Regions from separate parts of the Mus musculus genome. Here region 2 is linked to region 1. The links are chromatin contacts, called in public Hi-C maps. All regions are on one chromosome and are shown on one strand. Each heading gives the region's core, a stretch centred on a gene start, on an enhancer-like site or on the middle of the called end of the contact. The rest is flanking DNA. Distances are from core to core; before and after follow the strand shown.

Evidence for each region. Hi-C and Micro-C count contacts between places; a contact is called where the count stands out from the background.
Region 2: a contact with region 1 is called in a Hi-C map of epidermal suprabasal cells, with 2.3 times the contacts expected there. The contact joins the enhancer-like site here to the promoter of Fancb in region 1. A contact is called at or near these places in 1 of 39 promoter capture datasets (liver), 2 of 484 Hi-C or Micro-C datasets (epidermal suprabasal cells and nephron progenitors) and 2 of 9 other capture datasets (adipose tissue and pancreatic islet).

What each region holds. Positions count from the first base shown.
Region 1 is chrX:164,975,728-164,981,877 of GRCm38.p6, forward strand. Fancb (Fanconi anemia, complementation group B) reads left to right here and starts at 4,865. Exons shown (of 9, transcript NM_001146081.1): 1 at 4,865-5,083. Mospd2 (motile sperm domain containing 2) reads right to left here and starts at 4,648. Exons shown (of 15, transcript NM_029730.4): 1 at 4,488-4,648; 2 at 4,267-4,336. The coding sequence starts at 4,496.
Region 2 is chrX:165,073,977-165,080,507 of GRCm38.p6, forward strand. It overlaps the pseudogene Gm6730. Among named protein-coding and RNA genes, the nearest start is that of Fancb, 97 kb to the left of the region's middle. Within about 2 kb of position 2,530, at least 2 of the 459 cell types and tissues checked have an H3K27ac peak or open chromatin away from gene starts, as enhancers often do. A contact at or near this core is called in epidermal suprabasal cells, where this site is marked.

The sequences.
Region 1 (6,150 bases), core at 3,615-6,114:
AAAGATTAGGAAAAAAATCTATCTAGTGTTGGTAGCACTATTTCTAGATGGTATGGAGGCTTTTGACTTTTCTGCTATCAACGGAATTCCTTTAAATCGATTCATATGCCTGTAAATATCAGACCCAGTCCTTGAGCTCAGCTGCCTCTCAACATGTCCTGAGTACAAACACTGACATCCAAGGTCCCAGCACATTTCTTCTGTTTCCATCCCTGTGCTCACTTCTCGTCGAGGCTCACCACAGCAAGCTTCTACTGCTTCCTTACGGAGCTGCATATCTTTTCACCTCAGTGCCTTTCCTCAGACTCTCTGACCCTGGGTGATCACTTCTCTACCGGGCGAAGTTCTGCCTACATTCCTAAGAAATACCACCTGGGTTAGTCAGCTTCCTGGCATCGCAAGTCTCTGAGATGAAGAAAGTAAAGGTTTATTTTGTCTCAGAGGGTTAGCAGTTCCGTTTGTGATCAGTTGGCCTAGATGCCATCGGGCCTGGAATGAAGAGGGACATAAGGCAGTGGGCATGTAGCAGGCCCAAACAAGGGAGCAAAACAAGGAAAAGGAAAAAAGCAGGGTATCATAACCACCTTTAAAGGCATCACTCCCAATAATCTAAGACTCCCTTACTCGGTAAACAGCTCTTAAAGATTCTGCCATTTCCCAATAGCACCATGTTTTAGAGCAAGTTTTTCTACAGTTTGGGAGCTGCCAAGCTTGGCCATGAAGTTGCTTCTCACTCAGTCCTAACCTGATCACCAAGAGGTATCTCTCTCTCCTTAGCACTTCTCACTCAAAGAAGTTCTTTGAGAAAAGGTTTCATGGGTCTTAGGCTGGAGTGCACATCACTAGGTAGGCAGAGATAATTAGCTTCTTTGAATTGCACATCCTCCCACTTTCTAGGATTACAGGTGCATACTGCCTCGCCAAGGGACTTCTTCAGTTCCTATTGCTCAGAATGGAATTCACCTTCTTTGGCGGATTGTCTTTGTTCGAATACTTTCACTAGATTGTACAAGTTAGAAAAATGGCTCTATCATTCCACTTTCTCTAATACTGACAAACTGCTTTATAGAATTAAGCAGATAATGAGTACTTTCAGGACTGAATAAATTATTGTCACAAAGAGAAAGTAAAAAGAATAAAACATGTTTCTCATTTGAGACTCAGCATGGAATTTCTCACAGTAACAATGAAGGAGAAAATTAATTATGAACCTGTATTTTCTTCTTTTTTGTCTGCTCAAAAAAATCTATCCATATTTGGTAATATTTTCTGAAGGCATGAAAAATAAATGAGCTTGGGATTCCCAAGAACCTGTTTTCAACTGAATGTCTGAAAGGAAAGTCCTTGGGGAAAATAAATAGTTTTATTTAGGAAAAACATCATTATGGTTTGTTTGCTTTAAACCTTTTATGAAACAAAATATTACTAATGAAAATAGAGACTGCAAAGCAAGTGAATGTTCTAAATACAAAGTTACTTTTTCTTATTTTATCTATCTATTTGTCTATTTATATGTTTATATATTTATATGTTTTAATCAGGATTTCCCTTTTAGTTCGTGCCTACCCGGAAGTCACCATAACAGACCATGTTACTTTGGAACTTAAATGTCCTCCTCCTTCAGCCTCTTCAATTCTAGGATTACATGCGCAAATGAACCCCATCAGCTTTACCAAACTTAATTTCTATAAGCCAAACTTAGAAGGGAGAATGCATATGAACTAAAGAGCCTTATCGTATTTCAGAATACAAGTGCAACTTTCAGGTGAGGAAGGCCTTTCACGGTTTCTGCTTTCCTTACTAACAGAAGTGTTTAACAGTTACAACTTCTGTGGAGAAAACTCACACACCAGTTCACCTATACCTCATTGTGTATATTTAAGGGTAAAACCACCCCAATACTTAATACCATACACAGTGCCTGATTCTGGGGGAAAGGAAGCTTGTCTTTATAATATATATGATGAAGGCTGTTTTCTTGTTTTTGTTTTTGTCTTTGTTTTGTTTGCCAGGCTTTTGGTAGGTAAGGGGAGCTGGTTAGATAGTTCTTGGTTTAAAATGTCAATTCTTCCAATGGTTTTCTAATGCATATCTTAAAGTAGTGCTATATGCACTTAAAGAGTAGGTACTGAGCACTGTGCAAGGTACTGAGGAGTAAGATGAATAAAAGGCTTCTGCCTCCAACTTCTATAGCTGCTACTAACCCAACCCATCCATTAGCTACTGGAGGGAATGAACAATAAACAAATCAGACAATTACAGGCTAGGATGGAAAGTAAGCAGGGCAGGAAGCTACTTAATAACCAGTGAAGGCCTGACAGATACATTTAAAAGCCTCACAGATACATTTAAATTCTAAAAAGACAAAAGGGAAAAAAAAAAAAAAAGACCTAGCCTTACATACTAACTGGGGAAAAGCATCCCAGAGGAAGAGAAATGGAAATGTCCCAAGATACAAACAAACTCATTCTGCTTGAAGCACACAAATGAGGCAGTGTGTTTAGTGTGTTTATATTTTTCAAACTGTGGGTCATGGTTTGGATTGTGATGTCAACTTTGTAGGTCACTGCATTTTTTTTAAAGGAAGTCAAATAGAAAATACATCAGCTACATTGTTTTAGACTAAGTATTCAAGTTTGGTTTTGTGTGTGTGTGTGTGTACTGGGTTACTATTTGTATCTTCCTTAATGCAGGGAGTGGTCAAATCTGTACTAAGCAAAGAGAGAAATAACAGGAAAGGAAGTAGCAGGTAGCTAGGAGCTATAAAACATATGGCTTCCCAATTGTAGGCCACTGAGAAGAATGGGGACTTTATTCTAAATACATACAGTGGGAAGACAGTGAAGGGTTTCAAGCTGGGGAATGACATGATCTAATTTGACATCACAACGTTGCTGAAAGATTACTAAAGTTGAAATCCAAAAGGCTTGAATAGCAAGCCAAGCTAAGACTCTAACACCCGAGATTCTGAGCAAATTGCTTAATCGTACTACACATCACTTCCCTCATTTAAAGATGAGACAGTGGCATCACGGTGACCTTTTAAGACCTTGGAGATTGCATAATTCATCTATTTTCTGCTTGTTTCCTTGAGCATAAGTAAATGATGATTGTAGAATGGCCAATTCATTAGTTATGAGTTATATCTCAACTTACTATAAACCACATAGCGATGAAGTATACTCCTATAGAAAGTTATTTTAGAAGTACTTCTTTACTGTAACCAGAGATGATAATAGACATGAATAAGATCTCTGTGCTAAAAGTTAATAGAGTGCTTTTGCAACTCTCTGGTACAAAGTTTGGTACATGAAGAAAATTGGCCAGGAGGCATGAAAAGATTTACGGGCCAGGCTACTTGGAATGGACTTAGTTATTTGTTCTAGGTCATGAACTGATATATAGCACAGAACAGTATAAAGGTGTATGACTCTTCTGCCAAGCACTACAATCAAAATACAACAGTTTAGTTCTTTCCATGGTAACCAATGACTGAGGCAAAATCTAAATTGACCACCTACTGGATTTAGTTCCACACTTGATGGTCTGATACACGTTTCTTCACTTAATTCTTAACCTTACTTGCATTTCATAGATATGGAAACAGGAACTCGGAACATGGAAGTAAGCTATTTTGTGGAAGGGGGCTACATTAGTATCAATCAAGGCAACTTATTCCAAATGTTTAAAAACAATGTACAAGCACTAAGTCAGCAGATTAAGTACTTGACAAGATTCTATGACAGTGACCAGATTATTCAACCAATAAACCAGTTCTGCACTTACAGAAACTTTTAAGTACAGTGTGGAGCGAGAACTTGTGCGTAGCACTTTTGGTTTTAAGAAGCGGAATTAAGCAAAATAAAAGGAACTGGATTACCAAATTATGTACAAACTATATGGCAACAGTACAATGGCAGTTTCCAGGTTCGTTTTCTGGTGAAAGGCCAGCGAAGGAGCCATGAACTGAACAGTGTCACCTATGTCATTGGCCAATATGTTCATAGCCTGTGAGGCCCATGGATATAAGGAGATGCTAGGCATTTTGATTTCTAACTTTCACTAACCGTTTAAAGGAAGCCCACCATCTGCCCAAGTAAAGCAGCGCACACAGTATGGCAAAACCTTTGAAACATGTACAGCATCTTTCCAGTGAAGGTTGGAAAGGTCTCTTAACATCTCCCGTCAAAACACCCACAAACACACCAGTAAAAGTTGGATATGCTCACTGCACACCCCACTTTAAGTCACAGAAAGCATGCTTACCTGTCACATACTCAGCTTCGAATCTCCGCCGGGTCTCTGAGATTAGCTTGGCTTTATTCTGAGCGTTATTCTGGATAGGAGACACAACAAAACCTTAAGATGCTCTCGGTCCTTACCCAGATCACTCCCAACACAGCTCACCTGCACCGGAGCGCACGGGCCCTGGGCCTGGAAGCTGTCTTCCAGGCTCACGGCCCAGGCAGCGATGAGGTGCTGCTCACCTCGGCCATGGTCACAGTCGCGGAACCTATTGTGGTTGTACCCGTCGCTCCTTCCACAGCCTGCAGCCAAGTGTCTCATCACCAGCCAGCCCAGCCCAAAGGTAGATCAAGAAGGGAGGGAGGGGGGGAGGGGGTCGCGTGACACCGGAACGTAGAAGGAAGTGCCTCCACACTGTCCAATCCCATAGTGTTGTCCGGGGTAGAGGCGGGAATAAGTGCTCTGCTGGGCTCCCACTTGCTTCTCTAAAGGAGAAACCCCGCCTTCCGACGACCTCCTGGCACCGGTGTCCCGCCCCAAGTAGCCTGGAGCACTCTGATGCTTTTCCCTGAAGCTCAGCCCCTACAGCTCAGCTGGCCATTTGCTTCCAGCCCTCGGAGGCTCCGCCCCTCCCAGGTCCCCTCTGGCTACCACCTCCTGCAGGCTTTGCCGCCTGAGTTGTTCAGGCAACTATTGGGCCGGTTGTCCCAGCGTGCAATGCGCGGGCGGGAGGTTTGGAGTCCTTTGGTGCAACTGGAACGTGGCAATTTGGCAGCCTTGGAGAACTGGTTTTGGTTTGGTTTGGTTTTCTCCTGACCGCTCGCAGATAACTTGCATTGTGAGTATTCGCTATATTCGGCGATTATTTCTGTTAAGGTTCTTTTCTTTTGGCTGTGGTGTCTGGCTTTATAGTGCTGGCAACTTGGTCTGTAGCCTAGGTTGGCCTCCCTTCTCAGACATGAGTTTTCTGTGTCAGTCTCTCTGATCCTGGTTACAGGTATAACCACCACAGTTGTGGACTGGGAGACGCTCACAAGGCAACCGTCTTTGAACTCTGAGTTAAGTGGTTATAGAAAGTTAAAAGGAAAGATGTTATTTTGAGTTACTTGTTCTTAACGAGGTGGGGGTAGACTCTTGTTCCTGCCATGTAAGTGACATTTGTGGGTGTCACCGCTCTAGAATGGGAGTGTAGCTGATTTCTAATGGGGAGAAGCCAACGATGCTGCCAAGCTTGCAGGACAGGTCGCAATACTTATCCAGGGTGAAATGCAAACATTGCCGAGACTGGTGAAAGCTTAGATTTATAAAGTACTACAACAAACTATTAGCTTTGGTGGCTTAGTTGAACATAACAATGCTGCCTTTCTTAAAAACTGACCAACACTGAAGACTACTTGTACTGGCAATTAGAGAAAACGTTTTCCCAGGCACTGGGGATGTCGATCACAGGTCCAGCACATGCTGGAGACCTCAAGTTCCAGCCTCAGCAGCCCTGCCCCTCTGCCAAAAAGGACAACCCACGTTTTACCTAGTCTGTAGCTGGTTGACCTTAAAAAGGCAGTTAACATCTTTTCCCAAAGCGTTTTCAATATTTGTTTTTATGGGAAAATTTGAACACATTGTTTAAAGTTTGTTTGAAAACTTTCATAAAAATATTTGAGTAACTCCGAGCTCCCCTAGACTCCCACTTCCCTACTTTGATACCCATATTCTTTACTAAAAGTCAACCATCATGGTAAGGATTACATTCCTTTTAACTGTAGTGTGATATTCCATCTGTTTATTTTCTTAATGGTAATCATTCAAGTTCTTAATTTTTATGTTGCAAATAGGAGTGCAGTATATATTTCCCGGTTGTAGTATTGTTTCATATGGGGTCAGGTTGGAAATGCAGTTGCCAAAGAA
Region 2 (6,531 bases), core at 1,280-3,779, 96 kb after region 1:
ACTGTGTAGTCCAAGCAATCCTTGGAATTATGTAGACCAGGCTTTGTCCATCACGTTGTACAAATAAAGCATGATGCCACTGTGTAAAAAATTGGACATTGGGATTTGTAAATTGATATGAAGTGACTCAACGAGGACACTGTGGCTAGGTTGACTCTTAAGCCACAGATAGACCACTACTGGCTGAAGAATAGACACTACATCATCCAGCTGGATGAGGGCTGGGTGGTTAACCTGCTTTGTGGTCACACTAAGTTATGGTTTAGGTACAGATTGAGCTCAGGAACTATTCAAATAACTTGTTGGGGCTCACTTCATGCATACGAAGTTCAAGAAGGCTATGATTAAAGTCCACCTAGGCAGGCTGAATATGAAGCTAATTAAGTAGACTGAATAGCAAGCCCAGAACATCAGCATGGTTGTGATGGCCTCTTTAAGACTGATCACTACTGCTACTGATATCCAGGAATACTCTTCATTTTCCACCTTCCATTCATATACTAGGCTTCACCTTACTTCTCCAAGAGTAAATGGCACCAACTTTGCAATATATGTTCCTGGGACTGGTCACTCACTCTTTGGCCTCTGCTATTCCAAGTGTATCAAGAAGAATTGAGAGGTCTCAGTCAAGATGGGAGTACAAAGGAGTCATCCACAGAGCATAAGAGTTTAGGGGCCTTGCAAATCTATAGGGTGGAAGTAGCTAATAATGTCTTTAAGCTCCCATATTGTATTCAGGCCCTTCCTTGGTCTTTAGACCCAGCTGTTGATTTTTAGAATCATTGGTTGTTCAGCCAAGACCTCTGCCAATGGGAAAAGAACTATTGGAGCTGGAATGTTTCTGAGAGCGTTGTTTACTTAGTGCTGGGTCTTCTCTTAATTTTCGAAATCCTGAGATTGGTACTTTAAGTCTTTATTACACAGGGGTTAGAATAACCAAGAAAGGGCAAGAGAAGTGTCAGCTAGAGGTTGGGAGGGGTGAGATAGACATAAATAGGCAAAGATCTGCTACTATTTTGTATCTAACAGTTCCTGTCATCTCTAGGTCATAAATAGAATATTTTGTTTTGCTAATTTGTTTACATATTTTTATTAGTTTCCAAAGTTGAGAATGTTAAAAGGATGCAGGAAGCTAGATAAATAAAATATGTGCTGCCAAATGAAGGCGTTTTAAGAAAGAGATCACATTTAAATATATTTTATTAAGGTTTATACTTGTTCCATTTATTAACAATTTTGTTATTAACTTTTTAACCCATTTAATTTATGTTTTACACTTTATCATACGCATGTATGCATAAGAAAACTGGTACAGATGAGGTTTTTGTATCACTTGAAATTTCAAACATCCACTGGGAATCTTAGAAGGGGACAATCGTATTTGAAAATTACTGACTTGGTGCATTTTCCTTGTTTCTCAAATGAGGGAAAAAGGTGCAGAGAGTTTGAGACACAAGTTCCCAGTCTCATTGTTCATTTTTGACAGGGCCGGGGTTTCAGTTGGCCCAGTGCTTTCCTCCCAGCAGTCATTCTAACTATGCTGGCTAGGTTTTTAGGAGGACTTTTGGTTTTCTTTTTTTTTTTTGTTTTGTTTTGTTTTGTTTTGTTTTGTTTTGAAAACCTGAAGCAGGTAAGCCTTTGCTCTATGTATTCCGACCCAAATCAGTCGGAATTACTTGCTTTATCATTCCTGATGAACCAAAGAGCACTCTGGAAAAAAAAAAATACTACATTCAAGTTGAAGTGTAGCTTGTCAGATGAAACCTCTTCATTTCTACCATTTCTCAAATTCCAAGGAATTTCTTTTTGCTCCCTCAAACCCCATATTAGTGACTTTGAAGCCCGATGAAGACATATACAGTATGTCTGTTGACAAATCTTTTCTATTATATTTTTGAGATTAGATCTCACTGGATAGACCATAGGGTTCTGGAATTTACTATGTTGACCAGGCAAGGCTTGAATTCTAGATCCGTCCCTCATATAAGTAACAGAGATTGTAAGCATATGCTGCCACACCAAGCTCTACTATCCAGTTTTATTCATGTCCTGATACTCCTCATTAGACCTACTTGGCTCAGGCTCTGACTTCTCTCAGTAAGATTTGTGGGTGCTGATGACATATCCATTGCACTTCTTGTTTTTCTTTGGAGACATCTTTTAATATCAATAGTCTTTCTTTTTTTCTGTCATTCTCTTTATAGTATCTGATTATGGTCTAATGCCTTTTGGAGATTCTAGGACTATGAACAGGGTTCTTCTATAAGGTACAGGCCTTTGTACAGTAGTGGGTGCTCTTCTGTACTGACCCCAGACAGTTGTCAAAATAAGCCAACTCTCCAATCATTTTAATTGGGGGACTAGATCAAACTTAGATTACAGAAATCATTTTTTTTTGTTCTTTCTCAATAGATTATGCAATTTTACAGACAAAAATCAAACATTGGCAGAGCCATTCACCAGGGCCCACAGACCTGACCAGACAGGTTTTTCTCCTTGGTGACCCAGAATAAATTCAAGCTGAGACTCTAGTATGTTATGAAAAGTAATTTTCTGATCTTGAGATTTGGCTACAACCCAGGTCCTCTTCTGTCCCATCAAGCAGTCTCCTTTCTTTGCTACTTCCCAGCAAACCAAAATGTTTGCAACATTGTCCTTTGATTTAACTAGTTATGATTCATGTCCCACAAGATCTGATGAAACATTGATTGATTGGAAAGATATAGTAATGAGGGCAGGGGAAAGATTGGTTATAGGAAAATCTGCAAGTCAACTCCCAGTGAATGACTTATACTTTGGATTGTACTGAATTTTATGTGTACTGTACTTTTCTTACACACATCTACACAGATGTAATGTCTTCTCTTTGTTGATTAAGCACTTGTAACACACCATTGATAACATTTGGAGTTTGAGATGTAATAGCTAAACCCACATTAATTTTCCTTCCTCTTTCCCATAATCTCCTGGGTTAAAGATTAATTCTCATCATAACCCTTACCAACCTTATTATGTATCTTTCTTCTTTCTCTATTTAGTTGGGAGCTTATATTACCTCCTTAGTTAAAGGAAGACTTTTTTTTTTCTTTTTAGCATATCCAAGTTCTTAACATCTCTATTCCTGTGCTTTGGGGTCACTATCAAGTAAAAGAGTTACTTGAAAACAAGGAAGGTGTCTCTTCAGCAGTTAATTTCATAGCCAAGGATTCCAAGTGACTAATATGTGGCTAGCATATAAGGGGAGGAGGAGTGTACACGCTGGAATGGAGTTAGACAGTGCTAGATGTCATCACACTACTTGGAAGAAAAGGCAACCTAAACATTATGACTTATTTATTTTTGAATTTCTCCATTAAAAAATTGATTCCCAGTTGGCCATGTATAGCTGAAAGTGTGAAAAGAGAAAACATATACCAGAGGAGACTGCCATACACAGGAGGGGAACAGCTGGTAAGTAAGTGAGTGACTCTCCTGACATAAAACAGAAAAAGAATTGTGGCATCCAAATGGAAGGACTGGGTTAGAGGAATGCAGTAAGAGAATGGAAATAGCAAGAAGAGCCTAAAGCAGAATGTTCTTAGTTACCTATCAAATGGAGAGATGATAAATGATTTCTGAATATGGCACTTAGAGTGTGAAAAATATATGTTAGAACATTTGTATTTTTCTTCCCCATAACATGGAAAGTTATCTCTCCCCACAGGAAATAAAGCCATTTATCTATTTTTCCCTCTATATCTATATCTATATCTATCTATCTATCTATCTATCTATCTATCTATCTATCTATTACTTTGAGAGGTCTTATACTGTAACACAGGCTGGTCTAGAATTCAGAATTATGGTCCAGGTTGACTTCAAACTTCTATCAGATCTTTTGCCTCAGCCCCCCCCCAATGAATGATATTTTTATAAGCCTGAATCTTCATGTTCTCTCTGTCTTCTATGACACTTTTTCCCATGAGCTACAGGTTTGTCAGACTAGCTTCTATGACATTTTAAAAATTAATTATGTTATTTATTTACATCTCAAATGTTGCTCTTCTTGTACCCCCTCCCAGAGTTCTTCACCCCGTTCCCCTCCCCTTCACCTCTGAGCAGGTGTTCCCTCCATATCCTTTCATCCTGGGGCATCATGTCTCTACAGGATTAGGCACATTCTCTCCCACTGAGGCCAGACAAGGCAACCTTCTGCTACATAAGTGCCAGGGGCAGGGATCTCAGACCAGCCTGTGTATATACTCTCCGGTTGGAGGCTTAGTCTCTGAGAACTCCCAGGGGTCCAGGTAACTTGACATTATTGGTCTTCCTTTGGGGGTAGCCATCCCCTTCAGTTCAAGTTTTTTTTTTTTTGTGGGAATGGCTAACCAATGACTGGTCTAATTTGAGGCCCGTGCCACCAGAGGGAGCCCATGTTTGACACTGCCTGGTTCACCAGGAACTGGAGGATAGATAGCCCAGAGATCTAGGATAGGAAAAAAACAAAAACAAAAACATGGATAGGTCCTTAAAACAATTGTCATCACAGACACTTCTGAAGGTAGCTTATGGGAGCAGATGCAAAGACTCACAGCCAAGCATTAGATTGAAAGAGAGCCCAAATAGGAGATCTCCATCAAGTCTCTCCTCATGGAGCTTGGGGAACCCCACAAAGAGAGTAAGGAGCCAGAGCAGTCAAGAACACCAGGAGAACATGGTCCCCAGAATCAACTAAGCAGGCTCATAGGGATTCAGCGACTGAAGCAAAAATCAGAAAGCCTGCATAGGTCTGAACTAGGTTGTCTGCATATATGTTATGGTTGTGTATCTTGATGCTCTTGTGGGATTCCTAATAGTGGGGAATGGAGGTTGTCTCTGTCTTTTACCTGCTCCCAGGACCCTTTTTTTCCTACTGGGTGGCCTTGTCCAACATTGAGATGAGGGATTGTGTCTAGTTTTAATTACATCTTGATATGTTGTGTTTGGCTGATACCCTGGGGGAGACCTGTTCTTTTCTGAAGGGTAGTGGAGGAAATGTGCACCTGGGGAAGAAGGAAGGTTGTTGGGCATGCGGACTGGGAGAATTTGAGGACGGAAATTATGGTCAGGACTACTGAAAACAAACAACATAAGAATTCAGAGTTTTAAATCATTTGTCTATTTGGATTTTGATGCACACTGTGAAGTACAGACCCAATCTCAGGTTTTTACCCAGTTGTCTCTGTGCCATTTTAAACAGGCTCAGCTTCACCCAACAGGCTTCAGATGCTGATTCTGCAATGTGCTAAATTGTCATGTGTGTTTGTCCACCATACCTTGAGACTGTTCCATTAAATGTTACTTCTGGTCATGTACCAGTTCCATGTTTCCAAAGTATGGTGCCATTGTCAATATATTTCAATACACTTGTCATTCTTGGTTGCTCTTACTTCTTTCCAGGCTTTGCTGATTTATTCCTATCTATTTTCTAATATGACTTTGCAGTTTGTTTACCTAGTTACAGACACAATATATTGGCATTTATTGAGATCTTATTAACCTTATCAAACATAATCAAAAATTTAATGCTGACTTATTATCTATCATATACTGGTATTCCCTAGTTATTGAACATTATTTTATTTTTTGGACAGCTAGTTTATAGACACATTACTGTTTTGCAAATTTTGTCTGCTGTCCCCTTTTCAAGTAATTGATCCTTTCTTACTCTATATGTGTTAGGAGGAGGCCATGATAAACAGACTCAGTATTCTCCTAGTTGGTTCAACAGATAGCTCTAACTCGGACCACGCAGCTTCCTTGTTTGGAAAGTGGGAGTATCACAGTAAGTATAAAGTTATGAACCTGTGAGGTTAAAGTCATAAGAATGATTTTCCTTCCTGGGAAACTCAGAAGACAAAAGAAAAAGCTTATATTTACAAAATGCCATAGGCACATATTTTAAGGTACTACTACTAGAATTCCACACTTGCTGCTTACAACAGGGAAGAAATTCATTATTGTCAAAATTAGCTTTAGCTGAAGGAATACTGAGTACCCATCCTTTCCCTCCCTCCTCTGCTCTTGGCCCAGATGTAAGAATCACAGTGAACGGCCATCACTGGAAAGAGAGGCCCATTGGACATGCAAACTTTATATACCCCAGTACAGGGGAACGCCAGGGCCAAAAAGTGGGAATGGGTGGGTAGGGGAGTGGGGGGGAGGGTATGGGGGACTTTTGGGATAACATGGGAAATGTAAATGAGGAAAATACCTAATAAAAAAGAAAAAAGGAAAACAAAAACTAAAAAAAATCCTGCATGAAAAAAAAATCACAGTGAACATTTAGAATGATCTAGAGTGTGATTGTGCCCCTTTAATTTTCCTCCCTTTTAAATTTCTGTTTCTCTTTTGTAACAGGGATTGAACTCAGAGGCATGAACATGGTGAGCACGTGCTCTCTCATTGATCTACATCCCAAGCCCACCATTCATGGTTCTTTGCATCTGTAGCCATCCACTCCCCACTCGTGCCTTCCCTTCCCTTCTTTCTCCCTTTCCCTCTCCCTTTCCC